Linked DNA regions of Mus musculus: all the other regions are linked to region 1. Evidence: chromatin contacts called from public promoter capture Hi-C data. All regions are on one chromosome and are shown on one strand. The core of a region is the stretch at or near the end of the contact, and the rest is flanking DNA. Distances in the headings are between cores, read along the strand shown.

Region 1 (2,525 bases), core at 16-2,515:
GAGAAAAAAAATCATGTGAGTCTACTTTTAACCAATTTTGTATGAGCCTAATTTTAAAATTACAAGAAAGCTAAGTTTAAAAATCACAGGTATAAATTTAACTATCCAAGTCTGATGAAGATGAAAACATTCAAAACACTAGTTTTTGTATTTAAGTTTCTCAAAAAATGGACAGTAGAATCGTACAGAGCCTCTTAAATAAGTCCTGCCTAATGTGCAATTTTTATTTTTTGGACAGGGCTGGGCACAAAGCAAATGTTCGTAACGGCTGTGGAAACTATGGAATGAGTCCTCATACTTCGACCACTTTCTTTTAGAGATGTCCCAAATAACGTTTCAAAGTCACTGTCCAGTTTTGAGCCTAAGAGGCTCTTGTTCCCTACAGAACAATCCCTTTTATTCTTTCACAGGACAAACAACGAAAACAGTCTTTTCCAGAGACAGTATCTCCCGACCAACCAGTGGTCTATGAACAAACCCTTTTCGAAAATGGAGGAAAACGAGGGCTAGAACGTGTGCAACCAGAAGTCAGTCGTCGTACCTCCTAAATATTTGCTCAAGAACACGACACGCTGCCGTTCTGAAATATGCAATTGGCGTTTCAAGCCACTATGGTGGGCCAGGGGTGTGGGGCCCTCCCTGTGTCCCAAATTCCCAGTGCTAAGGTCGGGTTATGGGTAAGGGCGTCGGAAAGTCTTTCCACAAGGCTGGGCGGCCGGGGAAGCGGGGGTCCCCCCGCCTTTTCCTTTATCAGTCCCGGCTCTTGACAAGGGAAAGGGTAGGGGACACGCAGCCTCGTCCATCACGCAGGCGACACTCCTTCAGGTGTCCCAGCGGGCCTGGCTGTGCCTCGGAATCCAGGCCCCAGGTGTTCCCCGCCGAGCTTCTTTCTCCCTTCGGCTGCCCCCATCGCGCAGCAGGAGGAGAAGGGACATCCCTACACCGAGGAGCTTCGACTGTCCCAAGGCGCCGAGGGACCGAGCCTCTCCGCTAGTCTGAACTTGGACGGGAGCAGACCACTCCTCAGAGCTTCCCCACCCCGAGCAGCCCTCCCCCTCAGCCCCTGGTCTTTCCGTCCCCTCAGCCCGGGTCCGATCACCCGCCCTCCCAGGCCGCCGCTTACCCAATACCAGCCTGGCTACATCCGAGGGTAACAGCATGATCCGAGCTGCACAGGGAGCGGCCTGAAGGGACGAGACTCAACTCAAAGCAAACACGGCGACAGCCCCGGCGCCGCCGCATCTCCCGGTTCCACTGGAGGTGCTGAACCCGCGGCAATTTGTCCCGCCTCTTTCGTGCCACACTAACCAATCGCTTCCGCGGGAGACAGAAAGGCGCCGAAATGAAACCCGCCTCCGTTCTCCTCGGAACCGTCGTCATTTCCGTCTGCGGAGGGTTGTGGCCAGAGAGGACCTGGTGGCCGGCTGTGGGAGCGTCGGCCCCTGGGCGGAGTTGCGGGAGCGAGGGCAATCGCCATTGGTGCGCACTGCGCAGGCGCGTTTCCTCAGGCCGGGAGACTGTTTTGAGGGGAGCGAGTGTTTTGAGTTGGAGAGCGCGTGATGCCTACGCGCAAGCGCAGTCGTGCGGCGGCGCATGCCGACTTCTTCCTTTGGGGCACCCGTGCCTTACCAACTTGCTGCTTTATAGAGCCGGAAGCGGGAAGGCGTGCGTACAGAACCAGCTGCTAGATCCGTGCACGCGGGAAAAGGCGAAGCGACCTGGGTTTGCATTGGCAGGCAGAATGCAGCGGTAGGAGCGAGGGACGAACGCTCGGGGACTTCTGTGAGGGGAAAATTCTCTTCTGAGCCCATCTTTCCTCAGCTTCCGAATGGCTCTTACCCCTTCTCTGCAGAACGGCCGTCATCTTCTCCCTCTTTCTGCAGACCCTAGATGGAGTGAGCCTAAATCTTCCCTTCTGCACGTCCCTCTTTCCTATCTGTCATCTTAAGGGTTCTGGTCGATCTAGATTTTTTAAATCTCATACTTTAGTCTCAGAGCGTTTATTTATATTTAAGCTACAGGTTTGCACATGTTCGTAGTTAAGAGCACTGGCCCTTGGAAATCACAGTCTCGTATTCTCATTGTCAGTTGTATTGCCTGTGTTGTCTGTAGTAGGTAAGTGGCAGCCACTCTGAGCCTTTGAAAATGTTTAACCTGCGCTCCTTCCCCGGTCCCACCCCCGCCACCTGGCACAGATAAGTAGACAGCTACTTTTTCAAAGCGACAATGTGATAGGAAAAACTGTGTTAGCCGAGGAAGGACTGGTTCTGTGGAAACTGAGCCTGAAAGAATCGACTTTGCTGCTAGATCTTGCCGGGTGTAAATTCTTCTGCAAGATGGTAGCGAAGCTTTCAGACAGAAGGAAGTGCATGGAAAGGCACAAAGTGTAACGAGCTCTTGTTATTGAGTGATACAGATTTTGCAAGTTTCCAGTGTATTGAAGCCAGAGGAAGGGATGAGAGCAAGAAGAGGAGGAAAAAAACAGTCATCAAATAGATTTATAAAGCGATCGTAAGAGAAGACAG
Region 2 (2,525 bases), core at 12-2,511, 3.0 Mb after region 1:
TCTGTAGGCCAGGCTGTCCTTAAGCTCTCAGAGAATTCCAGCTGCTCTGCATAGATTGCTAGAATTAAAAGAAAAGAAAAAACAATAACAAAATAATGGGGTGCTGAATCTCATTTTTTGTTATTTTTGCTTCCAAGCAGTGTTTGTTATTTAGGTTCTCAAAGATACTTGTTAAAATAATAAAATTATGTACTGTGATATGTATTTATGGTCTCCTGTCTGTGCTTTATTGTGAGAGAATGCTTTTCATAAAACTAATGAATATCACCTTTAATTTCAGCACTCAGGAGGCAGAGGCATGTGGATCTCTGTGAGTTCGAGATCAGCCTGGTCTACAGAGTGAGCTCCTAGACAGCCAGGACTATACAGAAAGACCCTGTCTTGAAAACCCAGCTCAACGCAAACTAAACCAAAAACAACGCCCCTCCCACCCCAAACACCTAATGAATGTAAAAGAAAAGGGATGAGAGGAAAGGGAAAAGGGTGAGCTATTGCCTGCCAGTCTAAATTGAAACTTCATTCTGTCTGAATCATTTCAGAGGAGAGAAGTTGTACAATGAACCCCTGAATCTGGTTCCATGGACTTAGCGGCAGGTGGGGGCAAATTCCAATAAGGAATGGTTAAGGAGGGAGGCTATTATTGGTCCAATTTTAATGTCAAAGGTTAGAGTTGGTTAGGACACTTGCCATAGAACTGAGACTAAGTTAGTGTTTTGAGCCCCGCCTCTCCTTTTCCCTCCCCTCCAGTCCCATTTGATCTCAGAGCCAGGGACAACCCAGGCTCATTATTTACTTAATCAGGCCAGTGGCTGCAGATTCAGAAATCTCAAGACCTGAGTTAAGAACTGAGTTAAATACTATTTCTCAACTGTTTCTGCGTTTCCTCAGCAGCCTTCTTGACACCGCAGGGTTCTTCCTGTGGCAGTGTACCATCGCCCAGGTAGGGGACTCCCCTCTACCCGTTCCTTTCCTGGGCCACTTACCAGTCTGCAGTTGGACTGCTGCGCCCGGGGCCTGAGGATTATAGCAGGCTTCCAAAGCCTCTTTGTGTGATGCAGGCAGCACACCACAGGGGAGAAGTGAAAGCAAGCTTGTTTTACCAACCACAGGATTGGTGTACTCATCGTTGTGGGAACAGCCAGTGTTCAGTCAGCTAATGTGACGCACTGGGGCAGGATTCAGCCCAGAGATCTGATTTGTCCTGGATGCCTCAAAGGGTTTTTCTCTATCCTGAGTTTTCCCAGCTGAAAACCACTGCTTTGTATTCGGATGCAAATGTTTGGTTCTCCTATTTGCATTCTGGGGAACTGTCTCAAACCCTGTGGTTTTTGTTCTGTAGCTTTCTATTATAGTTACTACTTCAAGGATTTATTTTCAGTGATTGGTTAATTATAGAACTGCCAGAAATGGCAACAATATGCACAGTTAATTATAAAGTTATTTAACCATAGTAACTTATATAGTATGCTGTATTGTATGTAAGGCAGCATGCTAGGTGCTAGGAGTGGGGAGGTATAGCTAGACTTTGTATTCAAAGAATACTGCCAGGAGAGGTTGTAAAGTGCACTGGCCTTTTATCACACAGGACAGCAAGATAAGGGCCACCAGAAAGCTCTCCGAAGTTGTAGCGAGGAAATGGGAATTCGGTGCTTAAGAAGCAGGTGACCCAGAAATTGGAACTTGAAGGTTGAGTTGCATATGCAAGTTTCATCTGAAGGAGATGAGAAATATCCTAAGTGAAGAGAATAGAATGGTCATGAGACTAGGGAGCAATCCAGCTAGGCTGGAGTGAACAGCTAGGGTGGGCTGAGGGCCATACGAGGTCTTTAAGTGCCTCGCCTGCTCAGGTAGTTTCAACAATTACAAGTGATTTGTGATTGAATGGATGGAATTCACATGGAGGAATGAATGATGCAGCCAGATTTACATGTAGGAGATTTAATATTCACATTATTGCACTGGTGGAAAAGCATCTTCCCCGCTCATCCAGATAAATTAGAATCTCTAGACCTGATGAGAGCTGGAGGCAATTGTCTGAGGTCTCTAACCCTTAAGATGGTCCAGTGGCTCCAGGAACTCATCTCACTAAGTTTCTCTTTCCAGACTTCAACTGAGAGGCTGCCAAGAAAGAGTCAAGGGCCTGAGTTAGGCAGCAGGAAGTGACACATAGGAAGGAGAAGTTGAGGTACCAGGGCTGAGGAAGATGGGCTTCGGATAGGAAAAAATCTGTAGTCCCAGGAGAGAGACTGATGAAGACAGAGTTACCCGTGCAGAATTTTGAGCCTGGGGAATTTATATGTAAGCCACAGAGTCATCTTTTTTTCAAATTTCCCCTACTGGCCTGTGCCACTGGGGTCAGAAGAACTGTGCTGTAAGGAGAGTGAGCAAAATGAATTCAGTGCCCACAGAGAGACTGAAGCGAGATGTTTGCTGGTGGAAGAGCTGATTCAGAAGAGGAGATAAAGAGTTGAGAGTCGGGTCGAAGACATAACTGGAGAACTTACGAATCAAGATGAGATTACTAA
Region 3 (2,525 bases), core at 11-2,510, 2.9 Mb after region 1:
CTGCTGAATGAAGTTCCGGTAGCGCTCGGGGTCATTTTCAGCCAAATCATCGAGCATATTCCAGAACTGGGAAATGTGGGTAAGAAGACCCTTTGAGGACACCGTCATGATGGTGATGAGACAGGCCTTTGGAACCTGCAGAGAGACAGGACTTGAGAAAAGGCATGTAAGGTATTTACTGCCCTGTTTCTTCTTTCAGGGAAGGAGGAAGGCTTTTGCAAGTGTGCTGCGGGTCTTAACTAAAAGATTGCACACCCATACTGCTTTATCTTGGCTTTCCTACAGTCTGTGAGTAGAACCACTTCCTAAATTCCTACGTTGTACCTGTACTTCCGTCTGGTCTTCATAAATACAGAGGGAACAGAAAGGACTTTTGTTCCAATAGTTGGATATTGGCTGACTTGGTGCCTTCCAGACCTGGAATTGTGAGGTAGGGGTGTGTGTGTGTGCGTGAAAGAAAGACGGGTAGAGAGACTGGGGTCGGGGGAGACAGATACATAGACAGACAGTATAGTAGTTAAAAGTAGGCGCACTGGAGCCAGTATGCTTACGTTCTTGCAAACTTCAGACATCTATGTTGCCTTGAGCAAGCAGTGTATATACTCAAAATAAAGATGAGGGGGCTGGAGAGATGGCTCAGCGGTTAGGAGCACTGACTGCTCTTTTAGAGGTCCTGAGTTCAAATCCCAGCAACCACATGGTAGCTCACAATTCTATAATGAGATCTGGCGCCTCTTCTGACATAGAGCTATATATGCAGAACACTGTATATAATAAATAAATGAATCTTTAAAAAAAAGATAAGGATTAAGAACACTAATATTTAAAGCTGGAACATTATGTGAGAGCAATAGTCAAAGATTCCGCCCTCCTTCAATCACCCTCCTTCTGCAAAAGAGAAAGTTCCCAATATTTTTAAAAAGAGGTTTAGAGTCTTCAAATTATATATTAAAGTTAGATTAAATCAACAACGAATACACACTTAATCCAAACGTGGGGGAAACGCGCACGTCTTCTCTCAGTTTGCCGACAAACTGCGACTCCGGTTACCATGGTAACCAGTCCCGGTACACCATCTAACTGGGTCCGGAGAGCGCAAAGTAGAGCTGTGTCTCTATATCCAGTTCCGGTTCTCTTCTCCGGGTCCGGACTGGCTCCTCCGCAGGCCGTCCCGCTTGTCTCTCGGGAGAGCGCCGCCTTCCTTCCTGCACCCGTCAGCTTCCACGGCGACCGGCGAGCCCGCTCTGTGGGAGTCTCCGGTGGGAGGGAAGCGTTTCTCCGGAGCACGACTTCCGGCCCGGAAGGAAGCCGCCACCTTTTCTCCCACCCCGCCACGCGAGGCTGCGGCGCACGGTATGGGTGTGTGTGTGTGTGTGTGTTTGTGTCGGGAGGGCGTTGCGAGGGAAGGCCGCCGAGAGCGCCGGGGCTGCGGCGGGGCAGGGAGCCCGCTGACAGACATGGGGGCGCTTTCCCCCACGTCCCCTTGGAAACCTCAAGCTCCCCCCGAGGCACTCTAGATACTTCCTGGGGCCCAACGGAAGGCCGTGCCCAAGCCCTGTGTCCCCATTCTGTCCCGGGAGTGAAAGCGAGCCGCCGGGCGCCGGCCCAGCCCAGCGAGAGCGGGGAATGCCCCGGTCCGCCCGCCCGCAGGCCGCTTTCCGCGCCTGCGCCTCCTCTGGCCTGGGTCCCCGAGAGCGAGCCGCCGGGCGGGCTCGGCTGGGGGAAGGCAGCCGTAGCCTGGGCCTCGGGTGAGGAGGGCACAGTAACCGGTGGGAAGGCTGCGTTTTCACGAAGGACTCGGGTGAAGCTGCAGAGCTGCCTTTCAGCCCTGACTCCTTGGCTTCCTGGGTCGGAGGAGATCTTGTAATGGAGTGGTTCTTCGTCTCACACTAACAGGATGCCTGATTTCCTCAGGATCGAGGGGTGAGTGAGCATCGGGACAGTGGCACCAAGCCCCTGCTAGCTACACATGTGAATATCGTTGTCTTCTGGGTTTTGGAAAGTTCCGTACAGTGTAGGAAACAAAATGTCCTGAGTAGAGATATTTAGGTCATCTAAAAACTTTTTTACAATTCAGTTTATTTTTTTACTGTTGACATACGTGGTGTTTGATGCCTTCAAATCTTCGTGTTTATATCTTTGCAAGCGAATTTTGGGGAGTTTTGAGATTTGATTTCTAGCCGGGACACTAACACACCCGTTGCCTGAGTCCATGCAGCCTGGGGGCAGGTTACGGCTTTAAGGAATTTGATTTTGAGGAGTTGGGGTAGAGTCCAAACTCGGGGATCCCCATAGGTTAAAAGGCCAACCGAAAATGTCTGGGGAATCATATTGTATCTGTATCGATCACGTACAGACCTTTCCCACTTTGGTCATTATTTTAATCTCCATCGTAACATTTACATAACATTTGCATAGTTTTAAGTATTATAATTAATCTAAATACCCTCACTCATCCTAACTGGAAGAGCATGTCTGTTGGCAGGTGGTGGCAGTAAGAAGATGAGTTAAGGGCTGGCCGAGGC
Region 4 (2,525 bases), core at 11-2,510, 2.9 Mb after region 1:
TTTAATATATATATATATATATATATATATATATATATATATATATATATATTATATATATACATAGAATAGGAAAATCTAGGGAGACATTTACTGGAAAATTTAGTCCTAATCTCAAACCAAAATTCACTGATTGATTTTCTATGAAATTCAAATCAGCCACGGCAATTTTAAAATCCAAATACTCATAACAATTCAACCTAAAGATTATACTACTATAATGTTTATATAGAAGGGATAACTGTGGGAAATGTCTTTCTGCAATTAAATCATTATGCTCACGTGAGAGCAGAACACTTTGTACAGTAAAACCAGTGCGAATCACACCATACACGGGGAATCTGTGCCAAGGTGTTTCAGGCAGTGTTGGCTGGCCTCGTGTGACACCGAGGGCATGGCAGTACAAAGGGCACGGGTGTCCTCACAGCCACAGCTGCAGCGACGCGGTAGGATTCAGTGTAGGCAGCAGTAGTGAGAAACAACCTAGGTTGGCGCGGCTGGGTTCGGCAGCTTTTCACTGTTGCCATTTTTTTTCTTTTGACCCCACATTGTTACTCCATAGTTTAAGAAAGGTTTCTGTTGTTGTTTTCCTATTGAATTCACAGAACTGCGGGACAGCACGACAACGACTTTCGCAAAGTTGTATCTTAAACCTTTCTTTAAAAAAAAAAAAAAAAAGAATCTCAGTATGTAGCCCAAGCTGGCCTGGCAATGAACAGCATTAAACCAGGCTGTCCTGGAATCTAGGGTTCCACCTGCCTCTGTCTCCGTAATGCTATAATTAAAGGAATGTGTGTGTGTTAAAATATTTTCGCTATTTAAGAGGATACGGTGGAAATCTGGGGGTAATAAAACTGCTTTTTACAAACAAGTATCTTTATAGAGGAAATATAATTAGTCTTCTGTGACTAACTGGAAATGTGAAAATGTACCTTTCTCTTGGCTGCCCTTCACATCATTTGGCTGAAAACCCTGCTGCTCCCGTTTCCGGTGGGTTAGGGACCTAGGACAGCCTGCACGGGGCGGGCTCTGCAGCCAAGGGTCACCCCCTGATCCCCCGTCACTCGAGGGCCTTTCCTTTCTCCAACTTTCCAAGGTGCGCCCGCACCCATCGACCTAAAGCTTTGCATTACTGTCAGCCCGGGCTCTTTTCCCCAGCTTTTTCTTAAAGCAAAGGCGGTCGTTCCCTTTGGCACCGCCTCCCTGCCCTCAGGCTGCAGCCGGTCCGACTCTCGGGTCCCTTAGAGCGGCCCTGGTCCGTACTTCCCATCCTCTGCGACACCTCTCCTAGGGCCTTTCCCGTTTCTCCCAAACGTGCACCGCCCCCGCACTGCCTCGCAGCGCCTTCGTCACCGCAGATCCTAAGCGGCAGCCTCCCGTCCCTCTCGGGTGTCTCCGACGCGTCCCCCCCGCAGAGGGGCACGGAAACCCTACGTTCCGGTCGCCCGTCCAAGCAGCCGCTTTTACGACACTGCGCGACCGCAGTGCGCGGCTGACGGCAGAGCCGCGCTGCTCTTGGAGAGGTCACTCCGGAGACGGCGGAGCCTTTGGGGCGTGGGGGTCGGTGGCAGTAATGTGGCGCGTCTGTGCGCGGAGGGCGCGGAGTGCTGTGCCCAGGGATGGGTTCAGGGCTCGGTGGGCGGCCTTGAAGGAAGGCCCCGGGGCCCCATGCGGGAGCCCGCGGATTGGCCCCGCTGCGGTCCGTTGCGGTAGTGGGATCCCCCGCTATGGGGTCCGCTCCTTGTGCGGCTGGAGCTCCGGCTCCGGCACTGTCCCGCGTAACCGCTTGCTGCGACAACTCCTGGGGTCGCCCAGCCGCCGCTCTTACAGCCTCCCTCCGCATCAGAAGGTGAGTGACCCACCCTGGAGCCTGTTGTCCTTCAGAGCCCGCTCCTTGGCGTGGGGAATCCTCCTTGAGAGGCCTCCGACAGCCAGCTCCCTCCCAGATCTATTACGGTCCCTCGCCCAAGACCTTCCCAGTGGGCATCTTTTCTATTGAAAGAGGTCTAAGCCTGCGGCTATGGGCAAAAGGTCTGAGAAGTCTCACGTGCTTTCTCAGATCCACTAGACTGACTGGAGGATCAACCTGCCTCTGAAAGTCATGAATTTCTGGAGTGCTAGATCTCCCTTTGTATCTCCAGTGAACAGTTTGAAATGTGACTCAGTAAATACTCTGCATGAACTTGGGTGGAATGAAAGCACGCCGAGGGCTAAGTATGCCTGTTTAAATGTATGCTTCTTTTTCTGCAGGTTCCATTACCTTCCCTTTCCCCTACAATGCAGGCAGGCACCATAGCCCGCTGGGAAAAAAAAGAAGGGGAAAAAATCAGTGAGGGTGATCTAATTGCAGAGGTAAGTCTTAAAACACGCAGATTTTACCTAAGGGAGTGGCTTTGCTGAATAGACTAAAGCTTAGCCTTCTGGTAGGTAGTTTCCTCTTTCTCTTTAAGAAGCAGCTCCCCTCCCACCTCCCCATTTATTAGAGATGATTGGTTAGCTACGTTGTCAGCAGCTAGCTAAATTGT
Region 5 (2,525 bases), core at 11-2,510, 2.8 Mb after region 1:
GTAGAATACAATGCTTAGCCATCTGATCACTGAGAACAATAGTAGTAACAATGGTTAAGACTTACTGAGGGCGTCCCATGCGTCTGGCCTGTTCAGAAGCTTTGTACACACATACCTCATTCAGTTATCACAGCCCTATGAAGTGGCCACTCTCAGGCCCGTTTTTCCCAAGATGAGGAGGAATTCAGAATCCAGTGTACTCCATGGAGTTCAGGGCTGACTATGAATATTCCAGGACAATACTCAAAATGCCAAGAAAATATTGAAGATCGGAATTGCAGGTTTCAAAGATTTTCTTAGAGACATATTCTCCCTTCTCTCTTTCCTTTCTTTCTCTCTTGTTTGTTTCTGTTTATTTAAGACAGGGTACCTCTATGAATTCTATGAATTCCTGGCTGTCCTGAAACTTGCTCCTGTAGCCCAGGCTGGCCTCAAACTCTCAGAGATCCTCATCCTCCTGCCTCCCGAGTGCCAGGAGGTATACACCATACTCAACCTGGTAACATATTGTCTCAGGGGAATTCATTCAGCTGCCTCATAGTTTCTGGCCAGGGAAGAGTGAATCCAATTTTGGGTCATTGGAAGCAGAAGCTACAAGCAGGGGTAAGTAGAGATTTCATGGTCCTGGACTGGGGAGAGAACATTGAGTGCTCCGTGCCAATCAGTTAGCCATCTGGTTTATACCAGAAAGAGGATTAAGTAATACATTCAGTACTTATGCCTTGGTGTGCTGGAAATCTAGATGGTAAATGGTTAGGAGATATGCGCACATTATTAATTCTAGTCGTGGGAATATGAGAGCATTCCATTTTCCTACATTTCAGGTTCCAAAAGCCTCTAGGATTCAAACCCAAATTGAGGACATCAGAAACTAGTACCAATTACCTTGACAGTGAAACTCAAACCTGAGTGTGGTAGGGCAAACGTAGTGGCCGAGCTTTGACTCCCTTATGGAGGGTCTATTTCAAAGGCCGTGCGATACAGAGAGACACATTTCCTATGGAAACTCAGAGCCCTTTTGTATCTCAGGTTTCTTTATAAATCGAAGCTTGCAGCTTCATCAAAAGGAGTTTCAAATCCCTAAGGTGAGATAACTCTCACCTGGAGCCCGTGTGTCTTCCTGCCCTTTGGCTGCGAACAGTCACTTGGGAATCATTCCACCAGGTGGCTTCCAAGGTCCAACCTACTCGGTTGAAATCTGATCCTGACAGACTTCCTGGGAGCCGTTGCCGTTCGCTCAGCCGGGAACCAGGAAATGCGCAAACCTCTTTATGTCTGAAAACCAGCTGGGCTCCCTGGGAGACACAACCGCCATGGGAAACCGGCTCTGCTGTGGGGGAACCTGGTGAGTAGGGCCGAAAGGTGGAGGGGACCGCCTCCGGTGGTGGATATGAAACCCTGAGAATCAGACAGCCTGGAGACCGTCCGTGCCTTCCTCCACCTGCCACGTCCTAGGTGGAGCAGAGAGCGGTGCCTTAGGACGCTTGGAAAACACAGCAAGCTGGAGAGTGGCCAGAGGTTGGCTGCACCGGTGGGCCAGCCTGGTTTCTCTCTTCTCTCCTTTCCTTCCTTCCGATGCTCTCTCCTTTTTTATTCTTCCGCAGATCATAATAACGGGAGCATTGGAGTGCTCTCTATGTGCAGTCACTTTCTAATCTGGGTTAATTGTCCCAGGTCTTCTGTGAGTGAGTGGTCTTACCGTTGTTCCCATCTTGGCCGGTTAAGGAGCGGAGGCTCAGAGAAGGTAGTGTCAGTCACATGGCTAGTAGCTTAGCAGGTAAAACAAGATTCCAAGCGCGGAGGCTAGACTTCAGGGCCCATACTTTCCTCACTAGGTAATCAGAGATGTGACCATGGATTGAGCAACTGAATTTGGACAAATGTTTGTTTGAAACTGCAGAAGTGGGAAGGAAGAGAATCCACTGGAACTGTGAATATAACTTTCATGCTATTTGCTGTGTGGCCTCATGCAGTCCAGTCAATTCACTGGGTCCTCGATTTTTTTAAAAATATACAGTCCCTATTATTTGTATCATAGGTTGGTTTTAGAGATCGAAAGCTAGTAAGAACAAAAAATACAAAATAAAAACAACAGCAACAACAACAAAAAACCCCACCAAATAATAGATTATTTGTGGTTTTTGTAACTTTCCCCCCAGGGTGTTCACCACCACTACAAACTCCCAAATATGGCTTCATCCTGTCAGCTGCCTCTTAGCTATATGATCCATGTCTGGGTCAGAGTTCAAAGAATACTTATTTACAGGTAAACATCACATGTAGAGAGAAAAGTGAGATACATTGGAAAGCACCTAAAATTTGAAAACAATACTAGACTCCAGTCCTGTGCCTGCTAGTTTATTAATCTAGTTGGTTATTAAACAAATATCAACTGAGCATGTGCTGGGTACCAGGAAGTGACAGATACAGAAGTCAGCAATAAAAGGAAACTTGGATAAACATGGTAGTGAATGCCTTTGATCCCAGCTATTGAAAGGCAGAGGCAGGCCATTTCAGGATAGCCA

What was found. Promoter capture Hi-C pulls out the DNA fragments that hold promoters and counts their contacts.
Region 2: a contact with region 1 is called in a promoter capture Hi-C map of pre-B cells. The contact joins the promoter of Il18 here to the promoter of Npat in region 1. A contact is called at or near these places in 3 of 39 promoter capture datasets (hippocampal neurons, liver and pre-B cells) and 1 of 115 datasets of contacts at active chromatin or transcription factors (astrocytes).
Region 3: a contact with region 1 is called in a promoter capture Hi-C map of liver, with 9 times the contacts expected there. The contact joins the promoter of Pih1d2 here to the promoter of Npat in region 1. A contact is called at or near these places in 6 of 39 promoter capture datasets (the 3T3-L1 cell line, embryonic stem cells, erythroid cells and 3 more), 2 of 115 datasets of contacts at active chromatin or transcription factors (astrocytes and embryonic stem cells) and 2 of 9 other capture datasets (adipose tissue and liver).
Region 4: a contact with region 1 is called in a promoter capture Hi-C map of pre-B cells, with 2.9 times the contacts expected there. The contact joins the promoter of Dlat here to the promoter of Npat in region 1. A contact is called at or near these places in 5 of 39 promoter capture datasets (cranial neural crest, hippocampal neurons, liver and 1 more) and 2 of 115 datasets of contacts at active chromatin or transcription factors (astrocytes and large pre-B cells).
Region 5: a promoter capture Hi-C map of liver shows a contact between it and region 1, with 3 times the contacts expected there. The contact joins the promoter of 2310030G06Rik here to the promoter of Npat in region 1. A contact is called at or near these places in 4 of 39 promoter capture datasets (embryonic stem cells, hippocampal neurons and liver) and 2 of 115 datasets of contacts at active chromatin or transcription factors (astrocytes and extraembryonic endoderm stem cells).

Annotation. Positions count from the first base shown.
Region 1 is chr9:53,535,787-53,538,311 of GRCm38.p6, reverse strand. It overlaps Npat (nuclear protein in the AT region), which reads right to left and starts at 1,265. Exons shown (of 18, transcript NM_001081152.1): 1 at 1,124-1,265. The coding sequence starts at 1,160. Atm (ataxia telangiectasia mutated) reads left to right here and starts at 1,641. Exons shown (of 63, transcript NM_007499.3): 1 at 1,641-1,749.
Region 2 is chr9:50,553,436-50,555,960 of GRCm38.p6, reverse strand. Il18 (interleukin 18) reads right to left here and starts at 1,261. Exons shown (of 7, transcript NM_001357221.1): 1 at 984-1,261. Bco2 (beta-carotene oxygenase 2) reads left to right here and starts at 823. Exons shown (of 12, transcript NM_133217.3): 1 at 823-940.
Region 3 is chr9:50,616,056-50,618,580 of GRCm38.p6, reverse strand. Pih1d2 (PIH1 domain containing 2) reads right to left here and starts at 1,260. Exons shown (of 6, transcript NM_028300.2): 1 at 983-1,260; 2 at 1-135. The coding sequence starts at 108. Nkapd1 (NKAP domain containing 1) reads left to right here and starts at 1,117. Exons shown (of 6, transcript NM_212449.2): 1 at 1,117-1,353.
Region 4 is chr9:50,658,515-50,661,039 of GRCm38.p6, reverse strand. Dlat (dihydrolipoamide S-acetyltransferase (E2 component of pyruvate dehydrogenase complex)) reads left to right here and starts at 1,260. Exons shown (of 14, transcript NM_145614.4): 1 at 1,260-1,849; 2 at 2,251-2,352. The coding sequence starts at 1,574.
Region 5 is chr9:50,745,262-50,747,786 of GRCm38.p6, reverse strand. 2310030G06Rik (RIKEN cDNA 2310030G06 gene) reads left to right here and starts at 1,260. Exons shown (of 4, transcript NM_025865.3): 1 at 1,260-1,345. The coding sequence starts at 1,314. It also overlaps a transcript of Cryab not described here.